Regions from separate parts of the Mus musculus genome. Here regions 2 and 3 are each linked to region 1. A link is a contact called in public HiCAR-type data. All regions are on one chromosome and are shown on one strand. Each heading gives the region's core, a stretch centred on a gene start, on an enhancer-like site or on the middle of the called end of the contact. The rest is flanking DNA. Distances are from core to core; before and after follow the strand shown. Region 1 has its middle 26 kb from the start of Gm52433. Region 2 overlaps Tbl1x (transducin (beta)-like 1 X-linked). Region 3 holds the start of Tbl1x (transducin (beta)-like 1 X-linked).

Region 1 (4,620 bases), core at 560-3,059:
AGATGAGCTATGCTGTAGATCTCACGCTGACATCTAACATGTGATACTCTTACTTCATCTCCTAAGTTCTGGGACATCAGGCATATACTACCACACCTGGCTCAGTAAATGTTGTTTTTAACAACTAACGGTAATAGCATTTTTTAACTTCCCTAACTTAGATTTCTAATTTGAATGGATTTTTAATACAGTAGCCAAGCTTCCACCCAAGACAGACAGAAATTGTTACTTTACAGAATATCCTTCAGACACAAAGGCTTTAATGGGTAATGTTGATTGTCAATTTGATAAGATCTACACTAAACTGGGAGACAAACTTCTGGGAACACCTGTGAAGGATTATCTAGATTGGGTTAACTGAGGTAGGGAGACCCATCTTAATTGAGGCTGGGGGTGGGCTACTGGACCGAATAAAAACTAGAAGAACAAGCTAAGCACCAGCATTCATGTCTCTGTTTTCTGATTGTGTGTAAAATGTGACCAACTGCTTCAATCTCTGGGCCCCACGATTACCCTACCATGATGGATAACTTTAAACTGTGAGCCAAGCTATATGCCTCCTTATGTTACTTTTGTCAGGTATTTTGTCACAGCACCACACACATGATAAGTCCAAAAGGACAGTAAACTTTCCAGAAGGCACAAGACAGTGGCCCTTCTACCACATATGGCATTCATTGCTTTGACGTCAGCAGACAACTGTGTTGGAGAAAATGAGTTCAGCTTTCAGAATGTAAATTTTGTCCTTTGTGCAACAACAAGGTTTGTTACTTTTGGACTACGTTCTTTGCTCTGTTCCCATCATCTGTGATTCTGTATTAGTGGTTCTCAACCTTCCTAATGCTGTGACCCATTAATACAATTACTCATGTTGTGTTGACTCCCAACCATAAAATTACTTGCATTGCTTCTTCATAACTGTAATTTTGCCACTGTTATGAATTGGAATGTAAACAAGTGATTTGCAGGGTATCTGATATGCAACCCCTGTGAAAGGGTTGTTTGATCCCCAAAGGTATTGTGACCCACAGAGGTTGAGAACTACTGCTTTAAGGTATTTCCATTGCGAATCAGAAAGCCTGGATTTCCTCTCTGTGCTTATTAGATTTAGCTGTCAGATTGACATAACCTGGAATCAATTGGGAAGGGAGTCTTAATCAGGAATTTTCTAGATTGAGTTGTTCTATGAGTATGTCTGTAAGGGACCATCTTGATTGTTAATCAGTGTAAGAATATTGAGTCCACTATTCCTAAGGTGGTCCCTGAACTGTATGAGTGAAGAAAGCTGGCTGAGTGTTCTAGCCAGTAAGAATACATGTATTTATGCTCTCTTTATTCTTGACTGTGAATATAAGTCTCTTCTTCAACTTCCCTCCAATAATGGACTATACTAATCTAAACATGAGATGAAACAAAACAAAATAAACTCTTTATTTTGTTGCTTTTGTCAAAGTATTAATCACAGAAAGAGGAATGAAATTGCAACTTTTCACAAGCACTCATTTTAATAACTCAAGCCAATTTTATTTTTGGCTCTCGGAGATAAGGGAACTGATTTACTGCTTATTGTTTCTCTTTTTTATACTATCTACTTCAGCATGACGAATTCACAGGTGCTCAGCAATATGGATAAAGTGTTGAAAGAAGAAAACATATAGTTAAATATTAACTTGAAGGGAAAATATTGAACTAGTTCCCTAGCAATGGGATTTCAGTGCCTTGCTGCCAAGACTTTCCTGCTTCCCTTTCTAACTCAAGGCAGGATGAATTTCAATGATTGTTCTATTGCCTACTCCACCCACTAGCAAATGTGCTTTAAAACATCTCATTTCCAAGAATGATTCAGTACTGTGGCTGTTGACCAACCAATATTCACTCACTTATGATCTCATCCTTGGAAAGAAATCGTTTTGGCTTTTGTGTTTTCCATTGAGGATTTTTTTTTAAGCCCAGCCTATGACAACACATCTTTCTATTAGTTCATATATTATCCAGTCAGAAAAGCCTTCTGGTACACACAGATTTCAATTCCTGTTTTTTTCCATGCTAAATACTAGATTACATAAGAAAAATTTAATAAATCATGTCATGATTCCTTTACAACATTTACTACTCATAAATTAAATAAAAGCCATTTGGGGGCTGGGCAATGTTTCACTGGGTAAATTATTTGCTGCACAGGCATGAAGATCAGCATTCAGAAACCAAGAACCCATGGACATGCCAGGCATGCTTGGTGACCTCCTACAATCTTAGTGCTTGAGGGGTGGTAACAAAGGATCCTCAGAGTGATCTGGCTAGCTAGACTAGCAGAATTTGGCAGCTCATAGTTCAAATTAGACACCCTGCCCCACACCCTGCCTTAATATATATTGTGGAGAGTGATTGAGAAAGTTACTCATTGTTAAACTTCGACCTTCAAAATCACATGTATATATGTGCATTCATACTCACACATGCATACAAACATGTATATATATACAGATGCAAAACAACCCCACTACTCATCTTGTCCTTATTGTAATACATTGAAAGTTGTATTTAAGGTTTCACATCTTTCCATGTTTTCTGCTAATAATTAAGAAAAATCTCTGAAACATACAAATTCCTGTTCAATAGAAAGTAATTGGCCACGGGAGATTATTATCAGCCTGCATTGGAATTTCAGATATCATCACCCCTATTAAAAAAGTTTAAAACAACTAGAAAAATGTTTTCACCTGCTTTTCATAAAAGTTGCACAAGAGACCTTGGGGAGTGCACGTTTATCTCCTAAAATACCTGACCTATTTATTTGCTCTTCTCCCAGCTGTTGTTTTAGCTGGCTCTGGGTTATGCAGCACATGTGCACTCCCCTTAGAAAGCTTTCTGAGGAGATTCATACCAGGATTCATTTGCTGAGCAGTTAGGGTGGTTTTAAAAACATTGCTAGCCAGGGTGGGTTCATTAAATCCTCTGATAGCATCTAGGTCAGTCATTCTCCCACTGCATGCTCTTTGTACGCCTTACTTTCAATGGAAAACAATTACTGTCCCCTCCCTTTCTGTGACTTCTTTATAGCAAGGTCCCCAATGCCAACAGCTGCTGGCAGAGCTGTTTCCAAAGCACTGCACTGTGAACTTGATCCAAGGGCTTTTGGTCTCCATAGCAACCGGGGCAGTCTTGATTGTGTTGTCACCAAGATCACTGAAGCAGCCACAAGCCCTATTATTTCCTTCCTGGAAAATGAGCGTGTAGGTATAAATCTCCTGTTGTGTTTTGAATTTGAAATGTTCCTTAGAGGCTCATTTGTTTGAACATGCTGTCTCCAGCTGAGGACCCTCTTTTGGAAGGTTGTAGAACCTTCAGGAGGTGGATACTTTTTGGAAGAAGTTGGTCACTAGGAGGTGGACACTTTTTGGATGAAGTTGGTCACTAGTGGCAAGACTTGAGGCTTTGTTGTCCAGCCCTACTTCTGCCTATTCTCCTCTTTCTGACTGTGTAGTCAATGTGACTGGCTGTCTGATACTGCTGCCACTATGCCTTTCCAGACATGATGAAATCATTCTCCCACTGCAATCAAAATAAACCCTTCTGCCCATAAATTGCTTCGTGTCAGGTATTTGGTTACAGAAAGAATTAAAGAACTAATAAGTCTCCTTTGCAGATGTATGTTGTGGTAAATAGTTACTTTGTATACTCAAAAATTCAAGGAAATGTTGGTACCTTGGAGGCAATTGGCTGGAGTCATAGGGTTATGTGAAATTCAGCCTAGATTTTTTGTGAATGTTTGGATTTGAACTCATGTCTTCAAGCTTGCCTAGAAAGTGCTCTTACCCACTGATCTCTAGCCCCAAGAACTTTTACCTAATTTTAAGCTCTTCCCCAACACTGAAAGGAAACAGCGTTTAATGTATTTTCATATAAATCTAACCCATAGATTATCCACTCCCATGTTTATAGTCTCATTTTATTTATTTCTGTGGGGTTACATTTAGAAGTAATTTAACAAGATTTGTGACAAGGTATCTGAGCAAGACCTTGTGCTATTGATCAACTGTCTAGGTGAGGAGCTGTCAGAACAGTGATGGATTGATAATCTATATATTCATGCTCACACAGTGTATTCTGGCCTTCAAAGATATTGGGGGAAAAAGTTTGCCACAACCTCATTTGCTGAAAGCCTGAAATATAAGCTGATGAGTAATGCTGGAAAATAGAAAATGATCATTTGATTTAAAGGAAGGAAAGCATTCCACAGGCTCTGGGACAACACACTCAGCATGGTTTCAATTGATAAATTTAGCTTCCAGCTTGATTGTTTTATTTTTAAAACACAATAGTATTTAGATGGTTCTTGTTAACCACATTATCTATGATAAGTAGATAAAAATACACAATAAATCCAATTTTTCCCAGATGGAAAAGAATATGCACATTATTAGTATTTTTAGAATATCAATTTTGAATTGCTAACATCTTCTCAAGTGAGCATAGTTCGCAATGGGAAGGCAATTTAAACAATTTCTTTGCTGGAATCGTTTTTAAGATGAATCTATTAAAATATGTTCAAAATGAGCAGTTACCAGCTCTCTGAGTATAGGACTAGAGTTTGCACACTGTTGTGGTTTGATGTAAAAT
Region 2 (4,620 bases), core at 756-3,255, 500 kb before region 1:
GCATGCCTTTAATCCCAACACTTGGGAGGCAGAGGCAGGTGGATTTCTGAGTTTGAGGCCAGCCTGGTCTACAGAGTGAGTTCCAGGACAGCCAGGGCTACACAGAGAATCCCTGTCTCAGAAAATGAAAAGAGAAGAGAAGAGAAGAGAAGAGAAGAGAAGAGAAGAGAAGAGAAGAGAAGAGAAGAGAAGAGAGAATATACTTCAAAAGTGACTGACAAGATAAATTTCATGATATACCTGTGAAACAAGGAAGAAGGAAAGAGTAACTACCCAGTAAGTCATTTCTTAATAATACTGTTATAATCGCAGTGTCTCATCTCTTCCTTGAGGTGACTATTTTAAATATATTTAGAAATGACTGAGACCAAAAGAACTTTTTTGCCTGGTAAAGAGAACTAAAAACATAAGGTTGAAGAGAGCTTGGTATCAGAGGAAAGTCAACCTAAGAAACAGCAGCACAAACTCTTGCCTAAAAGGCAGGCAGCTGGCACATATGGCCTTGGCACAGGGAATTGCTGATAACCTGTCCCCAAGGCTGAAGAGCCAGCCATGCCTGTTTTAGAAACATCCTTTTGGCAACAGCATGATGAGGGCTACCTGGTATGAGGGGAGAACCCAAGAGAGAAGAGGGGCACTCTCCAGTCCCATCCCTGCCACAGATGAACAAGGGATAGATTTAGGGAGGTGGAGAAACTGAGAAGGCCAGGGCTATTAAATTGAAGGGAGACCTAGGCAGTGAGTTTCTTCCAAGAGGGGGATGGATGCCAGAGCTCTCAGTTATCCCCTAAACATCCCACATCACTACGCATGTTAAAACATTCTCCAGAACCTGGGGAGGTAGCTGAGTTTGGTCCCTCAGATTCATGTTTAAAATAAAGTAACACACAGACATGATGGCATGCTCTTATAACCCCAGGGTTAGGGAGATAGAAACTAGAGGATCCCTAGAGATCCCAGGCTAGCCAATCAGACTAACAGAAGGCTAGCCTATGTAATAAGCTCCAAAACAGGACTTAGGAGAAAAGTCAGTGAGTTCAAAGTGCTTGCCTTGCAAGCATGAAGGTCTATGCTTTTTCTCTAAAATGTGTTTCTGGTTTTTTGTTTTAAAGATGAGCATGGTAGGTCTGGTGAGTAAGCACAGAGCTAAGAAGACAGACAGAAAAGCAAGCCCCAAGACAATGAGAAGCAATGCCTCAAAAAGGGGGAAGGGGACAAATGAGGAACACTTAAGGTATAGTTTTTCAAACATGTGCACCTACAAATAGTAGTACTAGTAGTAATAGTAATAGTAGTAGTAGTAGTAGTAGTAGTTGTTGTTGTTGTAGTAATAGTAAATCCTTGGCAAGCAAGAATTCTTTCTCTCGCTACCTTCAAGGTCAGACTTGTCTCTCCAAGGATCCACCACCTCCCCCCATTCATTCACTATTCCATGTCTCCTACCTTCAGCCTGCTGCAGACACATCACATTCTTACCCTCCAAATAGCATGGTTTTCCAAAAGCTGTCCATGTCTTCTGTCTGCTAATCCCCATCTCTATAATTGATACCACTGGACTGTCAACTCCTCTCTGGCCAATGTTCAGGGTCTCTGGAGCCCACCTGCCTTTTAGTGCTTGTTCTCAGCTTCACCCATCACCAAACCATCTCATGAGCTCTAGTGTGAGAAAATGGTTTCAAATTCCTGTCCGCAGATCTTCACAGCACATCTTATACTTTCTAAGCTTTGTGAAATCATATCTCCTTGGTTCAGCCAAAACTAGAGCCTTGAGCAGGTTCTAGTTTTACTGATTCTGATGCTGAGGTCCCTCAGCAAATAAGTCTTACACACATGTACACCAGTATCTGGCTTCCTTCATAAAAGGAAGGTGCAGGGCCAGGACTATTTAGGAAAGTCATAATGGAAACCAGAGTTCTGCAGTGAAGCCAGACTGGACTGCAGGCATGGGCCCCACCCCCGCAGCCACAGACTCCAGAAGATTCAGTGAAGAATGCCAAGTTTCTGTAAGCTCTGATCCAACCAAGGCCCTCAAGATTGCTCAGTGGATCATGCTTGCCAGCATGACTCAGGACCCTCCTTCCATCCCTGGAAGAAAGAGCACATGGTACAAGGAGAGAATTAACTGCTGCAGGTTGACCTCTGACCATCACACATGTGAATTCCTGCACCCATAAACACACAAAATAAAGTTTTGTTTTGGTTTTCATTTTAAAGAAAAAGAACTATCCTAGGCCAAAGAGACCAGAGCATCTTGAGCCCATCTCCCGAACAAGATATTTTTAGATCGGGTCACAGTAGAACAGGAAAATCAAAGAGATTTGTCACTCTCCATTTGTCACTCTCCATTTTTCCAGGCACATTTTAAGAGGGTGTCATGAAAAATTACCTAGAAGTCATTGTTAACATTGTAGTCCACATAACCTTCTCTCTTCCAACCCCCTTTCCACTGCTCATCAGAGCAAAACAGTAGGGAGGGGGTGCGTATCTGTTTATATTTGTGCCTTAGTGTCCCTCCATCTTGAATGCTTTGAAAAACAATACAGCGCTTGGGAAGTAAAAGCAAGAGGATCATGAATTCAAGGTCATCCTTGGCTACATAAAACCCATTCCCCTCAAAAAGAACAATAACAACACAAACACCCAAAGAAGGAAAAGCCATCTACCAAATTCACAGCTAATGGTTGAAAACACTGACTTCCTACTGCACATGCCAAAATATGAATTGAGAAAAGAAACTGAAACACTGAGCCATCACCAAAGAGCCTAACACATGTGAATACTTTCCTCAGAAAAGATTTTTCTCTCCAAAAGAAAAGCACCATCAATTTCTACATTATAAAAATAGGATCTGAGTTTGATCCCCACATGGTTGAACAAGAGAAACAACCCAAGATGTAGACACCTACCACATACCTGACAACATGTAGAGACTGAACGCTCTGCACATTCGAATGGGGGTGGGGGGAGAGAGAGAGAGAGAGAGAGAGAGAGAGAGTGTGTGTGTGTGTACACAGGTTCATAAGCACATGTGTACCGATGCATACAGAGCAAAAGAACAGTCTTGGGTGTTATTTTTCCTTGGGTGCCATCCATCTTGTTTTTTAAGACAGGATCTCTCTCTAGGATCTGGGCTCACTAGGCAGGGTAGGCAAGCCCCAGAGATCCAAAGGTTCTGGGACTGTATCTCAAATCCTCATTGTTGCACAGCAAGCACTATATGAATTGAACTGTCTCCCCCAGCCTAGACAGTAAACACCACAGATTTCCCTAAGCAGTCAAGTTGGTTTGTCACAACCCTCACAACACCCTTTGTAACAAGACAGCCACACACACAGTACAACCATGTTCCTGTGAAACTCAATGTACAAATGCTGACTTTAGATATCTACATCACTTTAACCGGTCACATGGTTTCCAGCTCACCTCCAAATATACACACTACACTCATCAGATAAAAGTATAAAAGCCAGCCGGGCAGTGGTGGCACACGCCTTTAATCCCAGCACTTGGGAGGCAAAGGTAGGTGGATCTCTGAGTTCGAGGCCAGCCTGGTCTACAGAGTGAATTCCAGGACAGCCAGGGCTATACAGAGAAACTCGAAAAAACAAAACAACAACAACAAAAAAAGTATAAAAGCCTTTCTGGTTCATTATCTGTACAAAAACAGGTGACAGATTAGCCTGTGCTTTTAAAGACTGCCTCCAACTGCAACATATTTTGTGCTTGTGTACACACTGACATGCAACTGCAGCAAGAGGAGAATACAAGGTGTGCTCTCCTCCACAATCCCCCTTGAGACAGGATCTGCTCACAGAAACAAGTTAATTGTCATTGTTGTCCCCTAACTCCCCCCTCTACCTCCTTCCAATGCCTACACCTTCCCCTCCCCCTTCCCCCCATCCCTGGCTAGGCTAGGTATCACTCTTCCTGTGCAGTCATCCCCAGAAATGGGAGTACACCTCTGGCTTTTGCTGTAGATGCTTGGGCTCTGAGCTTAGGCCCTCACACTTGTTCAGCTCACACGCTATCATTCCTGCAGGTTGCTCTTAAACACATGACGGGGTCCCTGCACTGACGGCCTCTGGGCTCTCAAGGGCACTGTTGAATTCATATACTGCTTCTTATCATCGGTTATGGCATGAAACCCTAGCATTTGAAAAAACACCATGCCATCCCAAAACCAGAGGCTTAGAAATCATACCACCTCACCTCTGACCATCCCACTCTTGGTGTCCCCACAGCTCAGAGCTGTGAGATCTAGTGTGCTCACTTACCCTCACCTCAGTTACCCCAACTATATATCAGGAGCATCTCTCCTGTGGTGCAATCCTCTCAGCTCCAGTGTCACACCTAAGGCACTTTCACGCTGACAACAAAGACCAAGGAAATGTCCCAGCTATAATTCTAATTATTTTTCTTCTTTTTCTGTCCTCTTGAGGTGCAGTTTCACTTTCCTGTCAGGAGGCCACACTGCTGCCCTCCCCTGGCAGACCAAGTCCTCATGTTGAAAAGGAGGGGATGGTTCCACCAAAGCTTCTCTTCACCTTTCTACTTTCCTGGGCCTCTTGGCTCCTATCCCACCTCACCAGCCTGCCTCATCTATTATTATCCACCCAAGAA
Region 3 (4,620 bases), core at 748-3,247, 460 kb before region 1:
TAACTGGGAATAGTGTGGGCCTTTGAAACCTCAAAAGGATACACATACCTTAAAAGGCCACACTTCTAAACCTTCTCAAAAACATTTCCACCAATTGAGGACCTAGCATTCAAATGGCCTAAGGAGGCCATTCTCATTCAAACCACAATAATCCCGCATCAAAGAAAATTATCATCACCCCAAGGATCCTGGTAGCCCACCCACCATACTAGAAGACAATCAGCTTCCATTCACAGTGTCCCTCAAAGGCCTTGCTTTGGTGTGACTCCCAGGGCCTAGAAAAATAGCAAAACCCAACAGCAAAACCGAGGTAAACTTGAAATGAGTATCTGCCCAATACCATTAAAAGGAGTAAAATATCTTCCTTTTTCTTTTAGTAGTGCTGCCTAAGTGGAATTCTCTGACCCAAGTAAGGACATATCCTGGGGTAAATGAGAGCCTTACACCCCAAATCACCCATGCCTGTCCTACAGGTGTGTGTGTGATTAAAGGCTTGAAAAGCTTTAGGGGGCCATTTTAATAAGTGGATCAAGTGAACTTCGACTTTCATCGTTGTACTAATTACACTGGTGGGTGGTGCCATGAAAATAATCTGCAGCACACTTGGACACGAAATCCCTTTAAAAATAAAAGTGCCATCTACACTCAACACTATTTCATACCTTGATATGTGTCTTTAGAAATGACCAATGGTAAATTTCATAGGCTCACCAAGACCTATTTGCTACCCTAAACCAAGACTGGGGGGGGGGGGGAGTAGGACAAAGCACTCACTCCTCCTCCTGTATTCTTGTGTCCTCTTTTAAGTTAAACCAGGGACTAGCTCAGAGAAAAACACTAGTCAGGTCAAGGCACACACACCAAAGCAGAACAGAAACAAACACTTGCACTAGCAGTATGGCTTAGGTTTTGGTTAGGGGGAGGGGAGCTGTTTTAGGTTTTGCCCCACAACACTTGGTCAGAAAGAAACAAGCCGACCCTAACTGCGGAATTTACAGTGCGGAGGCCTCTGAGAACGCCAGACGCTGGGGGAAAAAAAAAAAGAAAAAGAAAAAAAGAGAGAGAGAGGGAAAAAAAAAAGCCCCAAGCTCCTGATTGCTCACTGGTCACGCACGTGAAGCCCAGGCCCCATCCAGCACCAGCGGGCCTGTAGTCTCCTCCTAAAGTTGTCACAAAACCCGAAGATCACCGACGTTCAAAGGCGCACCCCTCCTACATAAACTCCTGCTCCCAGCACCCTTCTCTACGTAAGGGAAATTCCTAAGACGAGGATGTGGGTGAGTGCAGATCTGGAGAACCCCTCCCCAGCCCCAAAGCAACAGGTTTACACCCTCCCCAGGCCGTACTGGGCGGTCCCTCTCCCTCACCTAGCCAGAGGAGCCGCCCTCCGTCGTTGTCACCCCCCCACACACACCCTGGTCCCCGAGACCAGGCCTGGGAGTAGGTATGGGGAGGGGGCTCCCGGACTTCCCTGACAGTTTGCGCCTCGGAAACTGATCACAAACGGGCCAGCCACTATCCCCCGCGCGCCGCCGCGCGTCCACCGTGTTCCGGGAGCGCCGGCCCGCGCCTCGAGGATGAATGAGGCTCCCCTCCCCCACAAGGGGATCCCGCGCGGCCCCCAAGTCCCAGGGCGACGCGGGTCAGCCCAGCCAACCCCCTCTGGAGCCTCAGACAAAGAGATGCTGGGACGAACTGCAGAGCGTCCCTAAACTTGCCTTTCCCTCTCCCCAAAACAAAGGCGCACCCAGGCCTTTCCCGCCCCCCGCGCGCGCGGCCACTTCGGGGAGCGGCCGCCCCAGAGGTATTGTTCGGCGTGCAGGGAGCGCGCCCAACCTGGGGTTGGGGGGGCACACGGGAACTTGCCCCTCCTGAAGCTTCAGGGCCCGCGATTGGGGTCACCACCGCGCCCCTCGGCCCGAGAAGTTTGAGCCCCTGCCCGGCGTGTACTCACCTCGCCGCGAGCCGTGCAACTTGTGGCCGCGCACTCAGCGTACTGGCGGGTCCACCGTCACCAACCCCGGGCCGCGCGGAGGCCGACGAGGGCCAAGCGCCCCGGAGCAGCCGCGCGCTACCCCTGGCCCGCCACCTAGTCCACGAGAAGAGCTAGCGCTGGAAAGTTTCGGTGGCGAATGGCGGCCGGAGGGCGCTGCAGCGGCGGCGGGGCGGGGGCGCTGGCGGCTTGTCGCTCCCGAGCGTCGAGACTGGGGGGGGCTGGGCTGGGAGCGGCGGCGGCGGGAGAGGGCGGGACGGCGGGAGGGACCGACACGGCCAGTGACCTCCGCTGGGAGCGGACGCGAGCAAGCCTACCCAGGCTGGGAGACGTGCCAAGAGGGTCGACAGCGCGCCGCCCTCCCCAGACACCTGGAAGAGGCTCTCTACAGCCCTGCCCTCCCCCACCGCGTGCCCGCCGGCCCCTCCCCGAGCTCCTTGGGGGGGCAGCGTCCCCACGCGGCAGCCCCTCCCCCCAGTAAGGGCTAGGACGCCAGGCCCGCCCTTCCCCGGACCAAGTCCAGACCCAGCCCCCCGGGGGCAGGGAAAAGACTTACATCTCGGCACAGTTCTTCACCCTAAAGCCTCCCCACCCCCACCTCTCCCCGCCCCAAGCCCAAGGTGGAGGAGGGAAGCCTGAGCATTGCCCTCTGGGCCCCAACCAGGCCCCTACCAGGCTCAGAGAGGAATGAGGGGGGAACAGGGCCCCTACACGGATACTCAATCCCACACCCCTCACGCCAAGGTGGCTCGGGAGGAGGGGGGATGGGAACAAGGGCCACCCTGAAGATTTAAAGAGGGAATGGTAACCCAAGCCACTGAAAGTGTTACCCTCCCCCACCTCAAAAGATGAAGCCGCCCAGCTAGCCTAGAAGGTTCTCGTGTAACACCATCTCCAAGCGCATCTTCTTCAAAATTAACGACATAAAGCATCCCCCTCCCCAGTTGCCTTTACGCCCACCGCAAAAATTGAGGACTCGGGCGCAGCCATGACCTTTGCAAAACACCTCTCGGCCAATAGTCAGAAATGCATAGGGGAGACGCTTTAACACAAGACTAAGGCACAAATAAGCTGGGACTATGGAGGACTATGTTAGGGTACTGGGGCCCTCAAATCTGTAAATCCCCACCCCCAGGCCTGAAACCGCAGGCGCTGGCAAAGTGTTTTCTGTTGCCAAGGCTGGTAAGGCCCAGCCCTGGCGCTTCCTCTCTTCCACATCGGTGACGATTTCCCCCCATACTCCCGCCTTTAATTCAATTAAATAAATATTCGGCCCTCCTCCTCAGCACCTTTGGTGTCTGCCTTGCTGAGTATTTTTAAAATCAATTTGCCCCTCCCTTAGGCTTCTAATGAGCTCGGTGCTAAGCGCCCAGTAACACTCCGCAATTTAAACCCTAACCTCACTTGCTCCTTCCTTGAACACTAGGCATTTGTTGCTCTGGTAGTTGGGGGTGGAGGGGAGAACCTGGGGCGAGTTTTTAAGGGGCCGGTTCTCCATCAAAAAGGCGGACCTCAAATTTACCTTGCAAAATATTTCTACGAAACGTCAAATATGTCAAACGACTGTTGGTACACAGTTATTAGAGCGCATCAATAAAAAATCCACACTTACACAGTCTCCATAATTGTGAATCAGCAGTACACAGGCTTATTAGCTATCAGCTGCCATTCAAGCACCCCCACCCCCAAAGGACTTGGTAGGGCTCCCTTGAGCCTGCCCTTCTTAGCTCTTGGGCTCCTGAGCTTGTGCAGACTGATGCTGAGGTATTATGAAGGGTGCAATCGAAAACCTGAGCCTGCTCGTGATGCAACCCTGGCCCAGTTTACACGTGCTTCCCTTCCCCCACTGCATGCTGGTGGTAGCGCTGCGTTTTTTCCGCCTGTAGGGTCACATTGTGGTTGATTGATTCTCCTTTCGCCTTGCTCAGTCATTCAGATTTGGAAAGTAAATAACAAGTTGACATCATTACAGCTTCAGGCTTTACCCGGTCGCCAGCTCTTTGCTACCGCAGACCCTCGAGTAGCTGCGCAGCAAACCCTAACCACCTAGCTTGCTCAGCTCGGCTTGCCCAAATTAGTGCTTGAAAATTCCAAACTGAAGTTGGTTAAAAGCATTCCTGCATGCATCTGTTACTTGATAAGTGATGATCATCTTTAAAGTATGGGAAATTAGTGGGTAAAAAAAAAATCTCTTCTGCCATTAAGGGAGCATAGTGACCAGGTTTTATTATAGGCTTCCCCTGACTAATAGAGTGGGAGTTTAAATTTTCGACCTTGCCAGCGTGATATATTATAGCAATAATCCCAATTCTTGCTTTTGGACAGTCAAGGACTAGGGATTTGGAGAGATAGCTCATCTTCGTTAAGATCACTTGCTACATAGAATTCAGTTTCAATTTCTAGCACCTACAAGCCAGATCATCTCCACTTGTAACTCTGATTCCAAGAGATACTATGCCCTCTTCTGTCCTCCTAGGGCTCCTGCATACATGTGGGACACATAAATTCTCAAAGGTACACATACAATAAATAAATAACCCTTGTTTTGCTTTGTTTTGGAAAAAAAGAAAGTTGGTAGAGGGTATGGGGAAAGTCCCAAAATTTGGAAGGCTGAGGCAGAATGAGAC

Evidence for each region. HiCAR-type assays count read pairs that join an accessible place to other places.
Region 2: a contact with region 1 is called in a HiCAR-type map of fibro-adipogenic progenitors, with 2.7 times the contacts expected there. The contact joins two enhancer-like sites. A contact is called at or near these places in 2 of 484 Hi-C or Micro-C datasets (both in uterus) and 2 of 115 datasets of contacts at active chromatin or transcription factors (astrocytes and fibro-adipogenic progenitors).
Region 3: a HiCAR-type map of fibro-adipogenic progenitors shows a contact between it and region 1, with 4 times the contacts expected there. The contact joins the promoter of Tbl1x here to the enhancer-like site in region 1. A contact is called at or near these places in 2 of 39 promoter capture datasets (cranial neural crest and hippocampal neurons), 3 of 484 Hi-C or Micro-C datasets (nephron progenitors and uterus) and 2 of 115 datasets of contacts at active chromatin or transcription factors (astrocytes and fibro-adipogenic progenitors).

The regions. Positions count from the first base shown.
Region 1 is chrX:77,049,435-77,054,054 of GRCm38.p6, reverse strand. No RefSeq gene overlaps it. Among named protein-coding and RNA genes, the nearest start is that of Gm52433, 26 kb to the left of the region's middle. Within about 2 kb of position 1,809, at least 16 of the 459 cell types and tissues checked have an H3K27ac peak or open chromatin away from gene starts, as enhancers often do. A contact at or near this core is called in fibro-adipogenic progenitors, where this site is marked.
Region 2 is chrX:77,546,521-77,551,140 of GRCm38.p6, reverse strand. All of the region lies in intron 1 of Tbl1x (transducin (beta)-like 1 X-linked), which reads right to left. Among named protein-coding and RNA genes, the nearest start is that of Tbl1x, 38 kb to the right of the region's middle. Within about 2 kb of position 2,005, at least 22 of the 459 cell types and tissues checked have an H3K27ac peak or open chromatin away from gene starts, as enhancers often do. A contact at or near this core is called in fibro-adipogenic progenitors, where this site is marked.
Region 3 is chrX:77,508,604-77,513,223 of GRCm38.p6, reverse strand. It overlaps Tbl1x (transducin (beta)-like 1 X-linked), which reads right to left and starts at 1,997. Exons shown (of 16, transcript NM_020601.2): 1 at 1,955-1,997.